Linked DNA regions of Sus scrofa: all the other regions are linked to region 2. A link is a contact called in public Hi-C and HiChIP or PLAC-seq data. All regions are on one chromosome and are shown on one strand. The core of a region is the stretch at or near the end of the contact, and the rest is flanking DNA. Distances in the headings are between cores, read along the strand shown.

Evidence for each region. A called contact is a pair of places that touch in the nucleus more often than the background predicts. HiChIP or PLAC-seq counts read pairs in DNA pulled down with a chosen protein or histone mark.
Region 1: a contact with region 2 is called in a Hi-C map of skeletal muscle, with 4 times the contacts expected there. The contact joins two enhancer-like sites. A contact is called at or near these places in 2 of 47 Hi-C or Micro-C datasets (heart right ventricle and skeletal muscle) and 1 of 2 datasets of contacts at active chromatin or transcription factors (skeletal muscle).
Region 3: a contact with region 2 is called in an H3K27ac HiChIP or PLAC-seq map of skeletal muscle. The contact joins the promoter of DLG1 here to the enhancer-like site in region 2. A contact is called at or near these places in 1 of 5 promoter capture datasets (fetal skeletal muscle), 5 of 47 Hi-C or Micro-C datasets (embryonic fibroblasts, heart right ventricle, liver and 1 more) and 1 of 2 datasets of contacts at active chromatin or transcription factors (skeletal muscle).

Annotation. Positions count from the first base shown.
Region 1 is chr13:132,772,263-132,774,962 of Sscrofa11.1, forward strand. No RefSeq gene overlaps it. Among named protein-coding and RNA genes, the nearest start is that of DLG1, 46 kb to the right of the region's middle. Within about 2 kb of position 1,254, at least 8 of the 83 cell types and tissues checked have an H3K27ac peak or open chromatin away from gene starts, as enhancers often do. A contact at or near this core is called in skeletal muscle, where this site is marked.
Region 2 is chr13:132,692,873-132,695,572 of Sscrofa11.1, forward strand. All of the region lies in intron 3 of LOC106505771 (a long non-coding RNA gene), which reads left to right. Among named protein-coding and RNA genes, the nearest start is that of BDH1, 92 kb to the left of the region's middle. Within about 2 kb of position 1,414, at least 50 of the 83 cell types and tissues checked have an H3K27ac peak or open chromatin away from gene starts, as enhancers often do. A contact at or near this core is called in embryonic fibroblasts, fetal skeletal muscle, liver and 1 more, where this site is marked.
Region 3 is chr13:132,818,513-132,821,212 of Sscrofa11.1, forward strand. It overlaps DLG1 (disks large homolog 1), which reads left to right and starts at 1,419. Exons shown (of 27, transcript XM_021070096.1): 1 at 1,419-1,439.

The sequences.
Region 1 (2,700 bases), core at 4-2,503, 79 kb after region 2:
AAACCTGCAGCATATGGAGTTTCCAAGGCTAGGGTCAAATCAGAGCTATAGCTGCTGGCCTACACCACAGCCATAGCAACCCAGGATCCTTAACCCACTGAGTGAGGCCAAGGATCAAACCAGTGTCTTCATGGATGCTGGTCAGATTTGTTTCCACTGAGCCACGTTGGGAACTCCTCCAGTCTCTTTTTCATACCTGCCAAAGCACATCCCAGCTTCCACCTTGGAAAGCCTCACCTGGAGCTCCTACTTCCCTCCCACTCCTCCTTTGGCTCACATGGCCCCTAGGGTCTCTGAATTAGGGCCTGGAGCCTCAGAAGTGCTTCTAATTTCCAGAACTTCTACCTTTTCCCACAGACCCAGAGCTAGAAGGGGCCCTTGGAACTATCCAGTTCAATCCCCTGATTTTACTGGAAAACAGAGGGTGGCAGAGGAGAAGTGGTAGGTGCATGTTTATTAGAGAGATGGTGGAAAGATGGGGTCAAGCTTGATGGAGTGGAAGTGGCGGGCGCATGCCCAGTGCGGGCAGGATGCTGCCACTACCTCAGCCAGGAGCAGCAGCATGTCACCGGCTCAAGACACGTACCTACTGACTGTTTGAGGTACAAACAGGCCCCAGATGCTTCAGCTCCTGTAGGACAATGTTCAAATCAAACCCTGCACTAATCCTCCCACACACACTTACTGATGCTTCTCTTGAGGATGGAGAGAAATCTCAGGCCACTGGAGTGGAAAAAAAGAGGAGAAAACCAGGATACTGGCCTGGCTGGGGAGAGACCAAAGATTTTTCTGTTGCAATGATTTCCTTTGGATGTAAAGGAGCCCAGGTGGAAGCTGTCCACGGGGAATGTTAGAGGAACAGTCATCATGTTGACGGGGTTAGGAAGAAAAAAACCAGAGATCTCTAAGAGGGTGAGAATGATTGTTTTTTTTTTTTTTTTCTCCAAGGCAAGATAAATGCAGGCCCTTCCAGAATGGCTACTGCCATACTCCCTTAGCACACGTTTCCATTTCTTGGAGTAACAAAGGCAAGGGACACCACCCCTCCGAGGTGAGTCCCAGCAGAGAGCCTCTGTGTGCTCTGGAGGCTGGCGCAACAGAGGCCAAGTTAATTAATTTGCGCCATCCTCAGGTGCTCAGCAAAATTTTAAGGTGACATGAACATTAAAACCCTCATTTCTGGGTAGTTTATCTAGTGACGCCTCTTGGCATTCACAGGCAGCCAATTTCTTCCTGAGGAATTTCCACTAATCTCTTCTCCAGGAATAGATCTTGGCTCCCAAGGCCGTGTCAGTGAGTTCAAGGCATAGCCTGACTCCAGCCCTGCTGTTGCCAAAGCAAAATGCCCCGGCTGAAGGCAAGGGGACGGAGATTTGCAGAGCCTTTTTCAGAGGCCCCCAAAGCCAGGATGGTTGCCGTGGTCTGTGGGCTTTGGAGACCTTCCTGCTCCTGGGACCTGGGACTAGAAGCCAGAGAGGGAATGCGGTGATTGTAGGGGCAAGCAAAAGCTCACGTTCATGCAATCAGCCTCAGCCACGCTCTGACTCTTTGTTCCTCATCTACCATTCCCGTAGCAGCTCTCCCACCTCAACTGCACTTCATCTTTAAGCTATTTGCGGTGACATACTGTTGGTTTCCAAACTCTGATTCTCCCTGGGAATGATCTTCAGCCCAATAGAAAATATAGTTTGTAAAATACCCCCTTCAGATTTGCTTCACAAGAATATGGAAGGGGGACGTGGTGGGCTTATAGATGCAACAGGATTGCCTCAGAGGGGATCATTGTTAAAGCTGGGGGATGCCATGAGGCGCTGCCTTGATTCGCAGTAGCCAACAGGTGGAAACAAGTCTACTGTAGCTGGCAGAGGAATGAACAAACAAAATGTGGTATATGCCAACAATGGACTATTATTCAATTGTAAAAAGGAAGGCAATCCTGACACATGGTACAACATGAATAAACTTTGAGGACATTTATGCTAAGTGAAGTAAGCCAGTCACAGAAAAACCTGTCCTGTATAATTCCACTTACAAGAGGCATCTTTAGTGGTCAGATTCACAGAGACAGAAAGGAAAGTGGTGGTTGCCAGGGGCTGGGGGCAGGAGCGGGGGTGGAGATTGCTGTTTGCTGGGCATGGAGTTTCAGTTTTGCAAAATGAAAAGAGTTCTTGAGATTGGTTGTGGAGCTGTGTGAATGGACTTAACACCACTCACTGTATACTTAAGAGGCTTATGATGGTACATTTTGTGTTATACGTATTTTACCACCAATGAAAGTTTTAGGAGTTTCTCGCTGTGGCACAGTGGGTTAAGGATCCAGCTGCAGTGGCTCAGGTTGCCGTGGAGGCATGGGTTCAGTCCCCAGCCTGGCACAGTGGATTAAAGGATCCAATGTAAGTCATGGCTGTGGCTTGGACTCAATCCCTGGCCCAGGAACTTCCATATGCCATGGGTGTGGCCATAAAACAATTAATTTTTAAAAAATGAAGTTTCTAAAGAAAAAATTTTTAAGGTGAGTGATGGTCACAGGAGTATTCATTATATTATACTTTCTGTCTACTTTTTGTTTTGTTTTGTTTGCTTTTTAGGGCCACACTTGCGACATATGGAAGTTCCCAGGCTAGGGATCCAATCGGAGCTATGGCTGCCAGCCTACACCACAGCCACAGCAACGCCAGATCTGAGTCACGTCTGCAACGC
Region 2 (2,700 bases), core at 164-2,663:
CAAGACACTGCGAGTGAAGCACCCATGGTATTTCTGTCTCCACTTCGCTGCTCAGTCGGGTGCGCACAAACAGCACAGTCTTTCCTGCCATGGCCCTGCTCTCAAGGGTACTGCTTACCCCAGTGAGAAGTAAGGGGACCACATTTATTTAGCCTACTGAGTGTCAGATATCACACACATGTAATCTCATTTAATCACTTCAATCATCGTGTGAAGTAGGCGTTTTATTCCCATTTTACAGATGAGGTAACTAAAGCTTAGCAGGGTTAAGCAACTTGCCCAACAGCACCCAGCTAGGAAGGCTTTTTGTCTTTTTTCTTTTATTTTCCTGCGGCCTATGGAGGTTCCCAGGCTAGGGGTTGAATTAGAACTGTAGCCGCCGGCCTATGCCACAGCAACACAGGATCCGAGCCACATCTGTGACCTACACCACAGCTCATGGCAACACCGGATCCTTAACCCACTGAGCAAGGCCAGGGATCAGACTCGCAACCTCATGGTTCCTAGTCAGATTCATTAACCACTGAGCCACGACGGGAACTCCTAGAAAGGCTTTTCGAGTCTTCAGAGAAATGGACTGATCTGGATGCTCTGAGCAGCCTGCTGGTTTACACTGCTGCTCTCCCTGGGAAATTGTGGGTGAGCAGTGACCCAGGCAACGAAGGAATAAAAATCACTACTGAGGACATGTCAGATTTCACTTGCCTCCTCAGGCAGGCACGCAGGAAAGAGCTTTGCCTGGGAAGGTCTATTATGGCGGTTCTCAAAGTGAGGCAGGACTAGCCACCTAGCATCTCCTCAGGAAAATCATGCTCTCTTTGGAAATGCAAGTTTTTGAGATTAAAAAAAAATTTTTTTCAAGTCTGCTTCTCATCTGTAATTTTATAGTGACCATCCTATTTCCCAGTTGGTGGTTGCAGCAATTAAAGTGGCAGGAGGATCAGCTAGGGGCATCTTAAGGGGGAAAAGCTAGAGGATTCTGCCTCCTCTTCTGAGTCAAGCATGGGCTGAAAGGAACCCCAAGAGGGAGGAGAGGTGGCAGCAGCTGAAATACAAAACCATGCTCCCTCGGTCTGTAGGAGAAAAGTGACCCCCAGAGAGAGCCCAGGGTGGGTGAGTGGGTGGGGGGCCAGTTTTCCGCAGGAGGCCGTGTGTGTCCATCTCTGCTCCAGGCCTGCAGGGCTGAGCGAAGAGCTGTGCGGAGCCCCGCATCCGGTCGGAAGTACAAGCAAGTCTGGAGCTCCTGGCTCCGGGGATGCTGCAGCTGTTCTGAGGATCTGCACAATTAGAATTCTCCTAGCGCTCGGTGCCCGCAGGAATCCAGTCACGTGGTGGACGTGGTGCCTGGAGCTGGGGTCAATGAGAGCTCAGTCTGCAAGAAAAAGCATTCCTTCCCTCTGAGACACAGCCTGCTTCACTGTGCACTGCTGGGCTTTTGCTCATAGGATGCCTCACCACCTGCAGGGAAAGGGCGCAGGCCAGGACCCAGGCCAGATTGCTGCCCCCGCCCCACGCCCCGGAGCTCATAGGCGCATGCGTGACGCGGCGGGAGGCGAATCTCTTTCCTTTCCGATTAGTATTTTTCTATCAGAGGCTTCTCGTTGATACCGTCACCTCCTTTAATTCATTTTCCTCTCTATCTCTAGGCGGATTTCTCACCAAGCTAGGAACTGGTTCCTGAATAACTATAGGGCTACGGCTTTAGAGAGACCACACCTCTCCTGTCCTACCCCCCTTGCCAAGAATCTGTAAGTCATTAAGAGGGTGAAAGCTTTCGTTTGAATTTCCTGAGTCAAAACCAAGGCTTTAGTATTTCCGGGTTTGGGGGACTGAAGATTTCCCTTTTCTCCGACTTCCTCCAGGTCTCTTGGTGGGAATGCATTTCCTAGAAATTTGCTCACATCTGTGTTGTAAATCTCCTAGCTACTCTCCCTCCAGGCCCCTCAGTCCTCTTCTGCCGAATGAGATGTTGGATCCAAGATCCTGCCCATTTTGAGCCTCCTGGGCTCCAGCCTGTTCTTGTTACTGATGAACCTCCCTCCACACCCAGGACCAACAGCTATTTCCACAGGGCATTTGATGCCTCCCTGTTGTTTTCCAGTTTGTTCTGTGCTGCTGCTTTTTTGTCCTTCCTAAGAAAACCCCCTCATTCCTGTCAAAGACCTGTCAGAAATCACTGCTCTCCTGTGTAATAGGCACTAATGTCCTATCAGAAATCCATGAGCTTCTAGCAGCAATCACTGTTTTCCTGTTAGAAATCACTGTTGTGTCAAGAATCACCCTCTCCTTTTAAAAACCACTGTTCTGAGAAGAATCACCACCACTCTTTAGAAAGCCTTGTTCTCTTGTCAGAAATCCACTAATACCCTGTCAGAAGTCAACATTTTCTGTCGGAAATCCCTGTTTTCCTGTTATAAACCATTGCTCGCCTGTCAAAAATCCCTGCTCTCCTGTCAGAAATCCTGCTTTCCTGACAGAGATCCCTGTTTCTTGTCAGAAGTCATTACTTTCCTACTGGAAGTTGCTGCTCCTTGCCTGATTCTTCTCTCCACAGGATGTTCAGAGTTGTCTGTCATGCTTTGACATTGATAGCTTTCCTGTAGCTTCTGTCCTGCCGGCTGTTCACACCTGTTTCGCTGCATCTCTTTAAGCTCAGTGCCGGGTCTGGAAGCAGCCTGAGCCAATGGGCACTGCACTGGG
Region 3 (2,700 bases), core at 169-2,668, 130 kb after region 2:
AGTTTCTTGAGACCACAACAGAACCATCCAGCTAAGGCTCTCCTGAAATTCTGATGCACAGAAACTGTGAGATGATGTTTATTGCTGTTTTAGTTATTGAGGAACTGAGTCTTAAGCTGCTAAGCTTTAAGGAATTTGTTATGCAGCTCTAGGTAAGTGATACGTACGGATGGATAGAAAGGAGGAATAAAGATTAAAGGCCCCTCATTCTGAGCCTGAACTTGTCTTCACCCCCAGTGGTGGAACAAGGGCTAGCTGCATTCATGTCCATTCTGGACACAGCTGACCACATAGGGCTAGGAGATGACAAGAAGGAAGGGCTTTGTGCCCTCGTCTCCTTTTCCTTCTCCCCCTCCTCTTTGTTTTTAGGGGAGGACTAGGAAGACATTGAGAACTTGTACAAATTTTGTTTTTGACTTTTCAGCGGCCCCTGGAAAAACCTGCACTGGCCTTTATCCATTTGTTATTAGGCTGTGGGTCCTGAGAGCAGGGCTTGGATCTCTGTTTTTATCTCCATTTCCTGAACAATGGATGAACAGTGGGTGAAATCCCTTCCTCCTTCTCCTAAATTCTGAAGATATTCCATTCTTAGAATAGTTCCTTAAATGGAACCCTTTCATTCGCAGTTCCTCAATGAAGTCTTGATAGCCATCAGCCATTTTCACTATTAACTCTCCCCACCATTTTACTATTTTCAAAAATCCCTCTATTTAAGCTCCTTACTTTTAAGAGCTTCCTTTTGCTTTTCCATCCCATTTCTTCTTTGTAGTGTTGCTTTACCTGTTGCTCAAACTTCCATGATGCAGGAGACCATAGATTTGCTGCCAGTACCAGCATACTACTATCAAGTTGTCAAAAATCGCAGTGGAAGGAGCCCTGGACTGGAGCTAGGTGAGCTAATTCTGGGCTGCTGCCGCTGATTAGCCTATATTCTTGGGCAAATTGCTTCCCTACCCTGGACCTCTGTTTCCTTATCTTAAACTGAGAGAGTGGGTCAAGTTAGGATTCCAAGGTGCATTCCAAAAGTGAAACTCTGTGGTCAGCAAACCTCTAAACAACTGTTACACTACAAGTCTCCCCGGACTTCCCTTTATTGGCCCAAGGGTACTGTCTCAGTGAAAGGCTATCAGGTTTGCTGGAAAGAGACTTTCGATTTGAAAGACATGATCTCTGTATTTCCAGTTTTGTCACTAATTCTGGGCAAACTTAAGCAGATTCTTCTCTCTGCACCTCAGAGCAGGGAGGTAGGTCCCTGTTACGCGGAAGAGGCTCGAAGATCTGGGAGTGACTTAGAGAGGTTTTCCGGATTCTCTTTCGACAACTTGAGTGGCTCAGGCAGGGAGCGTGGTCCCGGCCCTCCCATAGTCCCGCTCCCAGGTGTAATCGAAACTTAAACTAGCCGTGCCTGCCAAGTTGCGGCTCGGCTGCGGTAGCTACAGGTGAGCTATTAAAGGCGCCGCCAGAGATTGGGGCTGATGACTAGGCGGAGGTTGCAGGCAAGGGGGAATGAATGAGTGAGTGAAAAAGAACGAATTTTCTCTTCCCATTCTTAAATGCCTTTATACTTGGAATTAATCACATAGACTTAAAAATGCTCCAATAAAACCCTCAAATTCCTATCAAATTAACGAATATCCCTATTTTACCTGCCCTTCTTTCAGTCCCCCCCCCAACTTTTACTGAGGGACTAATAGTAACTTTAAAAAAATTATTACAAAGTGTATGAGTGCAGAGACGGCGCGCCCCCCCGCCCAAACTCCTTCCTTTTCCTCCCTCCTGCGGTGGGTGGGTGGCGGATTCGACCCCTCCCCGAGCACGCTTTTCCAGGTTGGGGATCCACCTCCGGGGGCTCCAAGTACTATCTCCTGCCCAGGAATTGAAAACAGCACGTGCTTAGTGAGATTAAAGGATGTCTCGGAATGTGTGTCTTGGATCTGGTGTAGGTGAGGTTAGGTCTTTCCACACCCTGACCCTTCCGGGCCTGGCGCGCCACTTGCTTAGAAACGCTGGACACACCGGCGGGTTTGGGCGAAGAGAAGGAGGGGTAGAGGCGGGCTCTTCCAGGCCCCCCAGACCACCTGTAGAGTCTGTTTGTCAACTCCTTTGTCCTCAGAGCCACTTCGATGGCCTCCCCCTTTAAACGAAGAGGTTTGCTTAGACGCTCCCCGGGCCCCTTTCGCGTTCCCCACCCCGCTCCAGGCCCTCCTCCCCCTTCCAACCCAAAGGTAGCACAGCGGAGAGCCCCGGGCTCCGCGCGAGCCGCCTCCTCACTTCCCATTGGCTGAGAGCGCCGGGAGAGCGGTCACGTGGGGGCGCGGCAGTTCAGCTTCAGGGCCGCCATCTTGGCGGAAAGTTTGGGGGGAGAGCGGTTGGGGGCGCGGAAGGAGGCGAGGTTCCGGGGGTGGGGCGGCCAGGAGCCGAGCGGGCGAGCGGGCTAGCGGGCCGCGGCGAGTGAGTAGGCACCAGCGGCGGCGGCGGCGGAGGAGGAAGAGGCCGTGGGGGTGCGGCAACCGAGGGGAGCTCCTCCCCCGTTCCCTCACCCCTCTCTGCTTAGCTCCGCGAGCCCCGGGCGGGGCGGGGGGACGTGGAGCGGGGCAGGGCGGGGGAGCCGCCCCGAGACCGGCCGGAGCGCACCGCTGCTCGGAGCGCACGGCACTGGCAGGAACTTTGTGGCGGCGCCGCAGGTGTGGGGGCCCGCGG